Linked DNA regions of Mus musculus: region 1 is linked to region 2. Evidence: chromatin contacts called from public Hi-C data. All regions are on one chromosome and are shown on one strand. Each heading gives the region's core, a stretch centred on a gene start, on an enhancer-like site or on the middle of the called end of the contact. The rest is flanking DNA. Distances are from core to core; before and after follow the strand shown.

Region 1 (4,810 bases), core at 1,579-4,078, 310 kb before region 2:
TGGCAGCCAGATATCATTGTATGTTTTTGTAAGAAGCAGTCTGGGCTGTAGGTAGTTGCTAATATCTAACAAGGTAATACCTTACTTTTATTTATTGTTATGGTTAAATCTGCAGTGCCCATTATAAGCTTATGTTTTGAACTCTTTGTATTGTATTTTGAGAGACTCTTGAACTTTTAGGAGGTGGGGCCTAGCTGGTGGAGGTGAGTCAACAGAGGCAAGCCTTCTGGTTCTAGCCTTTCTCTGTTTCCTGGTCTACTGTGAGGATAGTACATTTCTATTGTCATGAACTCTAGCATTTCTTCCTCATCATAGTAGACCCAAACCTTCTGGAATCATAAATCAAAGAAACCATTCATCTTAATTTTTTTCCTAGCAGGTAATTCCATAAGCAATACAGTAAGTAATAAAGAAAATGGTACCAGAGAAGAGAGTCATTGCTGTGATAAGCCTGGCCATGAGGTTCTTAAGCCTTTGGAACTGGTTTTCAAGATGAATGAGGAGAGTTTGGAGGCATGGGATAGAGAATGCTGTAAGTTAGCTTAATGTGTAATTTTGGTGGGAGTTTGGAAGACTCCATTTTATCTTCATTCAACTAGGCCATAGGGCATTTGTTATTCATTCTAGACATAAGGTGCTTTGCTTCTGCAGCTTATCTGCCTGTCTGGGTTGCTCTGAGGTGGAGAAGCTACTGTCTCTGGTTTAGTACCTCATAGTAAAACAGTGGAGGGCTAGGCAAAGCAGTCTTAATTGTGATTCTCCAAGTCTCTGGAAGAAAAGGGGAGGGAGGCCTGCCTCCTGCCCTTTGTTCTCAGTACTTGTATGACTTTCAGAGTGTGTGTTCACATGGTAAAAAGTTGACTACAAGTTTGCACATAAATTAAGGTTATAAATTGAATAAGAGGTTTATAACAGAGAATGTCTACATACACATCTACTAGGAATAATTACCTGATCAACATCCATCATTTGTTACTAGCTTACAGGTTCATGGAAAGTTAAAAACCATAACTAAGCTGTCCTTGAAATTTTGTATAGATAAACCCAGTCAACATTTTATCTCTTGTTTTTTCACCTGTGGTGTATACGTTCTTCGTGATCTTCAGTTAGTGGTTTTTAAAACCTTTTGGAATGTGCTCTAAGTTTTAAAAGTCTGTTGTTATCTCAGAAGCAATTAAGCAGTTCTGCTGTAAAAGGGGTTTGAATGTCTTTGAATTGCCATTCTGAAGTGATGGTGATCCTAGCATGCTAGTTGTTTCTGCAGAATAAACACTCTTCTTTTTTGCAATATCTGAGTCTGGGGTCTTCTTTCAGTGATTTTTAGACCCTTAAAGTATTATAGAATAGAAACATATAACTTTTCATTTTACAGCAGTTCACAATTAAAATTTCCCCGAGTTTCAAAAGATAATTTTGGGCTTTTCTGACTCTCAGAAGTTTGATTAAATGCCTCATGTATTATGAGACGGTCATGACCCTTTGATGATGAGCGGTTTGAATTTGAGGTGTCCTCCACAGGTTTACATTTTCAACGTGAGTGTGTATGTGTGTGTTTTAATTTGGTCAAATTGTTTTGAGAGGCAGTTTAAATTTCAGGAAGTATAGCCCAGCTGGAAGGAGGTTATACCTGAGTTCCTCTTCTAGCTTACCCTGCTCCCTTCTCCCTTGTGATGAGCTTCTGCTACAAGCTTTCACCTACATGAACTGTCATGCCTTCCCCATCATGACGAACTGAAACCCTTGAAACCAAAACCTGCCCTCCCCTCTGTCAAGTGCTTTGATCCCTACCATGACATGTAAGTAACAAATTCATTTGGTGTGAGAATAATGGGAATAGATGAGAGTTATTATATTTTGTCTTGAGCAAAAAGTACTCTAGGGCTGGCATGGTGGCTCAGTGCTGACAAACCTGACAGCCTGAGTCCTATCCTCTGCATGGTGGAAGGACACCCAACTCCCATAAGTTGTTCTCTGATTTCCACAAGCTCTCCATTGCACAAGTGTGTGTCCACATCCACAATAATAAAAAATACAATAAAAAAAAAAGGTTTAAAACCCTAGTCAGAAACCATCTGTTGTTTTTATTCATGACCACTGAAGGCTTGAAAAGTCATATTTATTCAGATTTATGTACTTCTATGAAGCTCTTACTATCTGTTCCTGACCTATTAAGGTATGAATCCTATTAATTAGGATTAATTAATTAATTGTAGATTAAAAACTTAGGGCAGGTGAGATGGCTCAGTGAGTAAAGGATCTTGCCACCAAACCCAGTTGCCCTGAATTTGATCTCAGGGACCCACATGGTGGAAGGAGAAAACCAACTCCTGTGAACTGTCCTTGCACCTCCACATGTAAGCATTGTCATGTATGTACACACACACACACACACACACACACACACACAGAGAGAGAGAGAGAGAGAGAGAGAGAGAGAGTATTTTGCAACAATTTGTCTTTTATTTTTGAGATTATAATCATATTTTTTTCCCTTTCCTTCCTCCAAATAAATAAATAATTTTATTTTTTTAGAAGTCCTAGTTTCATTTCCTGTTGCTGTAACACAATCCTTGGGTCTAGGTTTATAGTTTATAAAAGCAAAATTTAGTTTCAGTTCTGGAGGCTGGGAAGTCCAAGATAAAGTGAGGGCCCTGTGCAGCCTCTTAACATGGTGCCAAGTTGGAAGAGGAAGGGAAATGAACCTGTGTGCAATAGGAAAAAACCCAAAGGATTGCCTCAGATTGTAATTTCTCAAGATGACCAATCTAGCCCTGCAGGAACTAACCCTGACACATGAGAAAGGAATTTATGGGGGAGCCCGACCCCATGATTCAAGTGTTTCCCATTAGAGCCCATCTCCCACACTGCTGGATTGAAGAATTGCTCTCTAGCACAAGAACTGTCTGGAGAACACACTGATAGTGTGCTGGCTAAGTTTTTGTCAACCTGACACAACCTAGAGTCATTTGAGAAGAGGGTACCTCAACTGAGAAAATGCATCCCCACCAGATTACTTGTAGGCAAATCTATAGGGCATTTTCTTGATTGATGGTTGTTGGGGGTCGGTGTTGGTGGGGGGAAGGGCTAACTCATTGTGGATAGTACTACCTCTGGGCAGATGGTGCTAGATGGTATTGAAAAAGCAGGCTGAGGGCTGGTGAGATGGCTCACAGTTAAGAGCCCCGACTGCTCTTCCAAAGGTCCTGAGTTCAAATCCCAGCAATCACATGGTGGCTCACAACCATCCGTAACGAAATCTGATGCTCTCTTCTGGAGTGTCTGAAGACAGCTACAGTGTACTTACATATAATAAATAAATATTAAAAAAACAAAAAACAAAAACGGGCTGAATAAGCCATGGGGAGCAAGCTTGTATGGCACTCCTTCCTCTTGCATAGGTTCCTGCCTCCAGGTTCTCACCTGCTTGAGTTCCTGCCCTGACTTCCTTCAGTGATGGACTAGGATATGGGAGCATAAAAAAACCAAACCCTCCCTCCTTACAGTCATGCTGTTTTTATCTCTATGGCAGAAATTAGTATCAGGAGTAGGGTGTTACTCTGTCAGACCTGACAATGTGTGGACTACAGTGGCACTTGTACTTGGGGCTGGAAAAACCATTGAGTGATGAGGGATTAGAGGAATGTTGTCTGGAAGCTTGGGAGACAATGTTCAGAGCAATGCACATGATGGGAGGCCTGGCTTGTGGGAGTTTCAAAGGGAAGTTTGAGAGTCCTTTAAAGGATTCTACTAGGGCCCTTTGTGAGATATTTTATGAATCTGTGGTCTCTGGTTAATTCTTAACCAGAATTAGCTGTGATTAGCAAGATCCAGTATCACTGGAGTGAAAAGTCTGCTTTGCTGGGCTAATGGAGCTGGAGAATCAGCTGTGAATAAGAAAAGGGAGCAGAATTACAGAGGCAGACTCTTCTGGGAAGAGTTTCCTTGGGAACATCACACACAGCAAGGAGGCATTCTGGATAGGATGGAGAAACAAAGCTCTTCTAAAATGCACTGGATGTATTTACAGATGAATGTCTGCAGTTCTATGGCTTAAACTGAGCCTTCCTCTTCCTGGACATTACTGGGTCATTGCTTTAAGACTCTTCACTCCTGTGGTGTACCTACTGGCTAGATGGGCTTCCTTTTCTAACCATTAAAAATTATTGCTCATCAGTGACTTACTTTGAAACTTTACATCTCTCACGTCTTTGTTCCTGGTAAATACTACCTATAGTAATCACATGATTATGTGTAATATTCAGATGGTTTTATTAACAAGTATATAATACATATATTGCATACTGTATATAGTATATGAGGACTGTACAGTACAAATTTATGTTCACAGTTTGACATGACAAAATGTCATTACTGAATTCCCATTGGACTACAGGGTAGAAACAGAAGGTACATTAAACATTCACATCTTTAGTAAGAAAGATTACCAAAATGTTTCAGTATTTGCAAGTATACTAATGCATGCTAAAAACCTTTACCCATTCAGTCTTATTAGCTTATAAAATATATTACACTTTATTAAAAATTTCTGCATAGTTTATACAAGTATTAAAGAACTGTAAATGCAATAAGCCTGCTATGCTTGCAGGTAGGTTTTAAGAGATGCCAAGCAGAAAGATTATTCTGACCCTCTAACACTAGGTACATAACAGGAAAAAAAAGTGCTAGTATTTGTAAAACACATTGTAGCCCTCTTTTAATGCATGTAAAATGGCTTTGTAAATGTATTACTTAAGTGAATTTGCAATCGTTTAGAAACTGTTAACCTTGACCAAGAAGAGAATAAAGAGAA
Region 2 (4,270 bases), core at 1,335-3,834:
TCTGGGAACTTTATCATAAACACTGCAGTCATCTACAAATATAATGACTTTCCTTTTTCTCTTCTGACCCTGAGGTACTTTCTTCTCATTGTCTTATTGCCGCCTTATCTCCATTAATACAATCATTTTTCAGATGGAGCTTTTTTGCCTCGTTGCTGACATACGGTTGGTTGCCTTAGGATTGTGTCTGGAGTGTGAAGCTGACTTGTAGGTTCTTCCATTTGTGTCTTGGGTCGGGCAGATTCCATTCCCTTCTGGTAGGAAACACATCGGAGTTCCTCTTTGTTGCTATTCATGAATGAGTGCGACACATTTGCCAGATATTTTTGTCTGCATGTATTGGTAAATTTTCTCATGTGTCCTGTTTGATATAGTGAATGATATTGAATTTCTGAAGGCTTATTTCACTAATATGCATGTCATGATACCCTCATGTCATGAGTATAGGTACCCTCAGAGACTAGAAGAGATCATCATATTGCCCCGGAGCTCGAGTTACAGGTAACTCTCAGTTGCGTAACATGGGTGCTGGGAACCCAACTCCAGTCCTCTTCAGGGACAGCACGCACCATTAACCCTTGAGCAGTCCCTCTGCCTCTTATATTGAAATTTTAAGGTTAAAACCGTTTTGAGTTCCTGGGATTAACTCAATTTGGCCACAACTGATACTGTTTTGTGTACTGATGAGTTAACCCCTGCCAGTATTCTATTCAGAATATGTCTGAAGGTTAGGCATGGTAGTACATGCCTATAATTCCAGTGCTCTGGGCTGAGGATCGCCACAGGTCTGATGCCAGCTTAAGCTGTATAGCAAAACGTTGCCTAAGCCCTAAGTTTATGTAATGTACTAGTTATTTTACACCCCCCCCCATTTTTATTTATTTATTTGAGACAGAATTTCACTATACATTTCTGGGTAGCCTGGAACTCTCTATGTAGACCAGGCTGGCCTTGAACTCCCATACTTCTGCTTGCCTCTGCCTCCCAAGTGCTGGGATTAACGGCGTGAGCCGCCATGCCCAGCCTGTTTCTGTTTTTTAAATTTTTGTTTGTTTGTTTTGTTTTGTCTAAATCAAAATATATTGATCTCTTAAAACAAGTATTAGGAAAAAATTATCCAAGGTTGGAATTGTTCACTCCTTGATTAAATTATAATAAATATTTGATAGAATTTCTCAGCAAATTATCTGGACCTAGAGTTTTCCTTGTAGGAAAAAAAAATTAAAATAGACATTTAAATTCTTTTTATTTTTCTTGGCATCACAGTGCCTGTGTGGAGGTCTAAGGGGAACTTGTGGGAGTCAGATCCATTGTCCTTCTATCACGTGGGATGCAGGTGTTGAACCCAGGCCATCCAGCCTGCCACCAAGTACCTTTACCTGTTGAGACACATCACTAGCCCCAAAGTTAATTCTTTCAATAGACATGAGGCTATTCATATTTTCCATTTTATCGTGTGTCAGCTTAAGAAATTTGTACTGTAAGTTCATAAATTCTAAAATGTTAATTTATTGCAAAAAAATACCCTTTAAGATGTTTTTGAGGCCACAAACTTGACTGCCATCCCAAGTTTAGTTCTTGATGCCCATGATCCATGTTCTCTGTCTTTTATCCCTACTCAATCTACCTAGCGTTTTATCAATCACGGAAGGCTGAGAAGGTAAAAGATGCACTATTTACAATGTCTTTAATTACCTGTGCACTGACTGTGGCAGGGTTTCTACTCAAGGGCTCTGTAACGAAGCATTTGTGCAAAATCATAACTATTTCATTATTTCACGGTATGCTCATTTACTATTCATAGCAGGAACATATGTGATGTGGTAAAGACACCATCCATTCCACCAAAAGTGTTTGTTATAACATCAGGGTTTGACAACACGTTCTAGTGGTTAAAAGCTCAGGCTATGGACACAGCTGTGTTCAACATCAACAGTCAGCTGGAGTGCCTGCTGGCTGGGGATTTTAAACAGTCCGCCTTATTTTTCTAAGCATCTAAGGTTATTAGGGTTAAATAGGAAGATGCCGTTATAGCACTAAGTGCAACTACTGAGCTGCTCTGTAAAACTTTGGGTTATTATTTTTAACACTGTGAGTAGCCTGGTCAGACTTAATCTCAGATGACAGTGTGTGTGTGTGTGTGTGTGTGTGTGTGTGTGTGTGTGTAGCTCTGTGTGTATCTGTATGTGTATGTATGTATGTATGTGTATGTGAATTTGTGTGTGTATGTGTGGGTATGTGTATGCATGTGTGCATTGTATATGTGCGTGTCTGTATGAGTGTGTGTGTATGTGTGTGTGAATGTGTGTATATATATATATGTGTGTGTATGTCTGTGTATGTTTGTGTGAGTATGTATGTATTATGTGATTGTGTGTGTGTGTGTGACACTGTGTGTGTGTGTCTAATGCTGTTTCAGCAGTCTTTGCTTTCTGTTCTCAGCTTTGTAAACTGTTGCTGAGCATGGTTTCTCAAGTCCTCAGTCGTCAGCTGTAAATTATCCCCCAAGAAGCCGCTGGCTGGCACCATGGGGCATCGTGTCAGGCTGAAGTGCTGTGTCCCGTTTTCATTTGCACACTTCTTTTGCCATCCTGTGGGGACGAGAGGGACTGACTGCCAAGACTTTTCCCATATGTTCTTGAAAATTATCTAACCACAACCAAAAAGAAATTAAAATACAACCCCAAGCAAACAGGAAACTGACTTTTTCTTTTGGGAACTTAGTCAAAAGCCAACATTTTGTGGTTTCTGTGAAGATTCCTCTCACAGGGTCAGGGATTCATTTACAAAGTGCTTTGTTTTCTCACTTTCCTCATGACTACTTGAAAAGACATTGTTCCTTCTTTTTTTACCTATGAAGGTTGGTTATGGCAACACCCACCAGATTCATATTAAATACCTACACACACACACACACACACACATATATATTCTTTATGATATATATTATTTTTGTAAGATAAAGCCATAGAAGTACCAGACAGCCACGCTGGCTTCAGGCAACTATAAATAATTTCTCCATTCATAACCAAATACAGGTATCTGGCACACTATATTGCTACAGCCTATTAATCATTATGTAGTCAGGGGAAGAGTCAGGCCACAGGCAAGCCTGGACATGGATGTGTCTTCGGTGGAGAGACTCTTGATCTATTTATGTAAGCACTCACATTTGGCACCATCCTGTGTTAGGAGAAAACTCTTGTGCTCTGTTTCCAACTCACGGGAACTTTTTGACTTTACAGGGGAGCCGCAGCTGGGCGGTATTATTTGAGGATAATGAGAAGGTAATGAGTATGCATATCTCCTCGTGTCCCCCACTAGGAATTCTTTTCCCATCTTTAAAAGTTCCTGTTCATATGCTTCTCTGTGGCTGTCATCTGCTGTTTGCTTCTCACTTGCCTTCACTTTCTCTCTACAGTTGCATATGGTGGCAGGGGCAGTGAGTGTGCTGGCCATCTTGGGCTGCATGGCACTCTCCGTGTTAAGGTGAGCTCAGAGTGGCAACATGTTTTCTGTGGTTAAGAATTTGAAGGGACTCCGGCTAGGTCAAGTGTGGTGGTCATGGCTCTGACAGGCCTCGTCCTTCTCCCCAATTCCCTCTGTCTTGCTAAAAGTCCGTAGATTTCATTCCTAATGCTAGTCTCCAAGGTCCGTTCTTTATTTGGCCACTTCTTCCTCCTGAGGCTGACTACCAAGGTCCAACTATCAAAATACTGAAGTCCAGCGGTCAAAAGCCCTCTTGGGCTCACCTAATTAACATGCCCAATTAAAGTTAAACACCTCATCCTAACACGGGGTTTCCCATTTTTCCCTTTATAAACCACCATTTTCCTATGTGACGGTCTGTCTCCTCTCCATCAGAGGAAGTCCTTTGTCCCATTTCCCTCCAAGACAAATCCCCCTTCCCCTCTCCCTTGCTCCCCTCTCCCTTGCTCCCTTCCCCTTCTTCCTCTTCTATCTCCTGCCTTTGTCCTCTTATCTCAGCCTTCTGTCCCTTTGGGACAAAGAAATCTCCTTTGTGCTGTAACTTGGTTTGGGGGACCCTGAGCTGATGCTGTCTCTTCCTTTTGGAGTTGGCGTTGCTTTTCTTCTGTTTCTTACACATGACAGTTTGGGGGTCTGAACTGTCTCTCTTCCTTGGGACTGGGGGTTACTGAAGTTTTTGCTTAGGAAGAAAGTCTGAGGGAAAGCTTTATTTGTAAGTTAACATCATACTGTATACTTGAGCCGCAGCCGCTTCTCCTTCTTTCCACGCCCCTAGCTACTT

The links. Hi-C and Micro-C count contacts between places; a contact is called where the count stands out from the background.
Region 1: a Hi-C map of bone marrow-derived macrophages shows a contact between it and region 2, with 24 read pairs. The contact joins two enhancer-like sites. A contact is called at or near these places in 4 of 484 Hi-C or Micro-C datasets (the 3T3-L1 cell line, bone marrow-derived macrophages, embryonic stem cells and 1 more), 4 of 115 datasets of contacts at active chromatin or transcription factors (embryonic stem cells and stem cell-derived neural progenitor cells) and 3 of 9 other capture datasets (adipose tissue, embryonic stem cells and liver).

What each region holds. Positions count from the first base shown.
Region 1 is chr5:64,832,344-64,837,153 of GRCm38.p6, reverse strand. Klf3 (Kruppel-like factor 3 (basic)) reads right to left here. Exons shown (of 6, transcript NM_008453.6): 6 at 4,253-4,810. Among named protein-coding and RNA genes, the nearest start is that of Gm31684, 18 kb to the right of the region's middle. Within about 2 kb of position 2,828, at least 27 of the 459 cell types and tissues checked have an H3K27ac peak or open chromatin away from gene starts, as enhancers often do. A contact at or near this core is called in bone marrow-derived macrophages, where this site is marked.
Region 2 is chr5:64,520,490-64,524,759 of GRCm38.p6, reverse strand. No RefSeq gene overlaps it. Among named protein-coding and RNA genes, the nearest start is that of Gm31423, 9.3 kb to the left of the region's middle. Within about 2 kb of position 2,584, at least 42 of the 459 cell types and tissues checked have an H3K27ac peak or open chromatin away from gene starts, as enhancers often do. A contact at or near this core is called in bone marrow-derived macrophages, where this site is marked.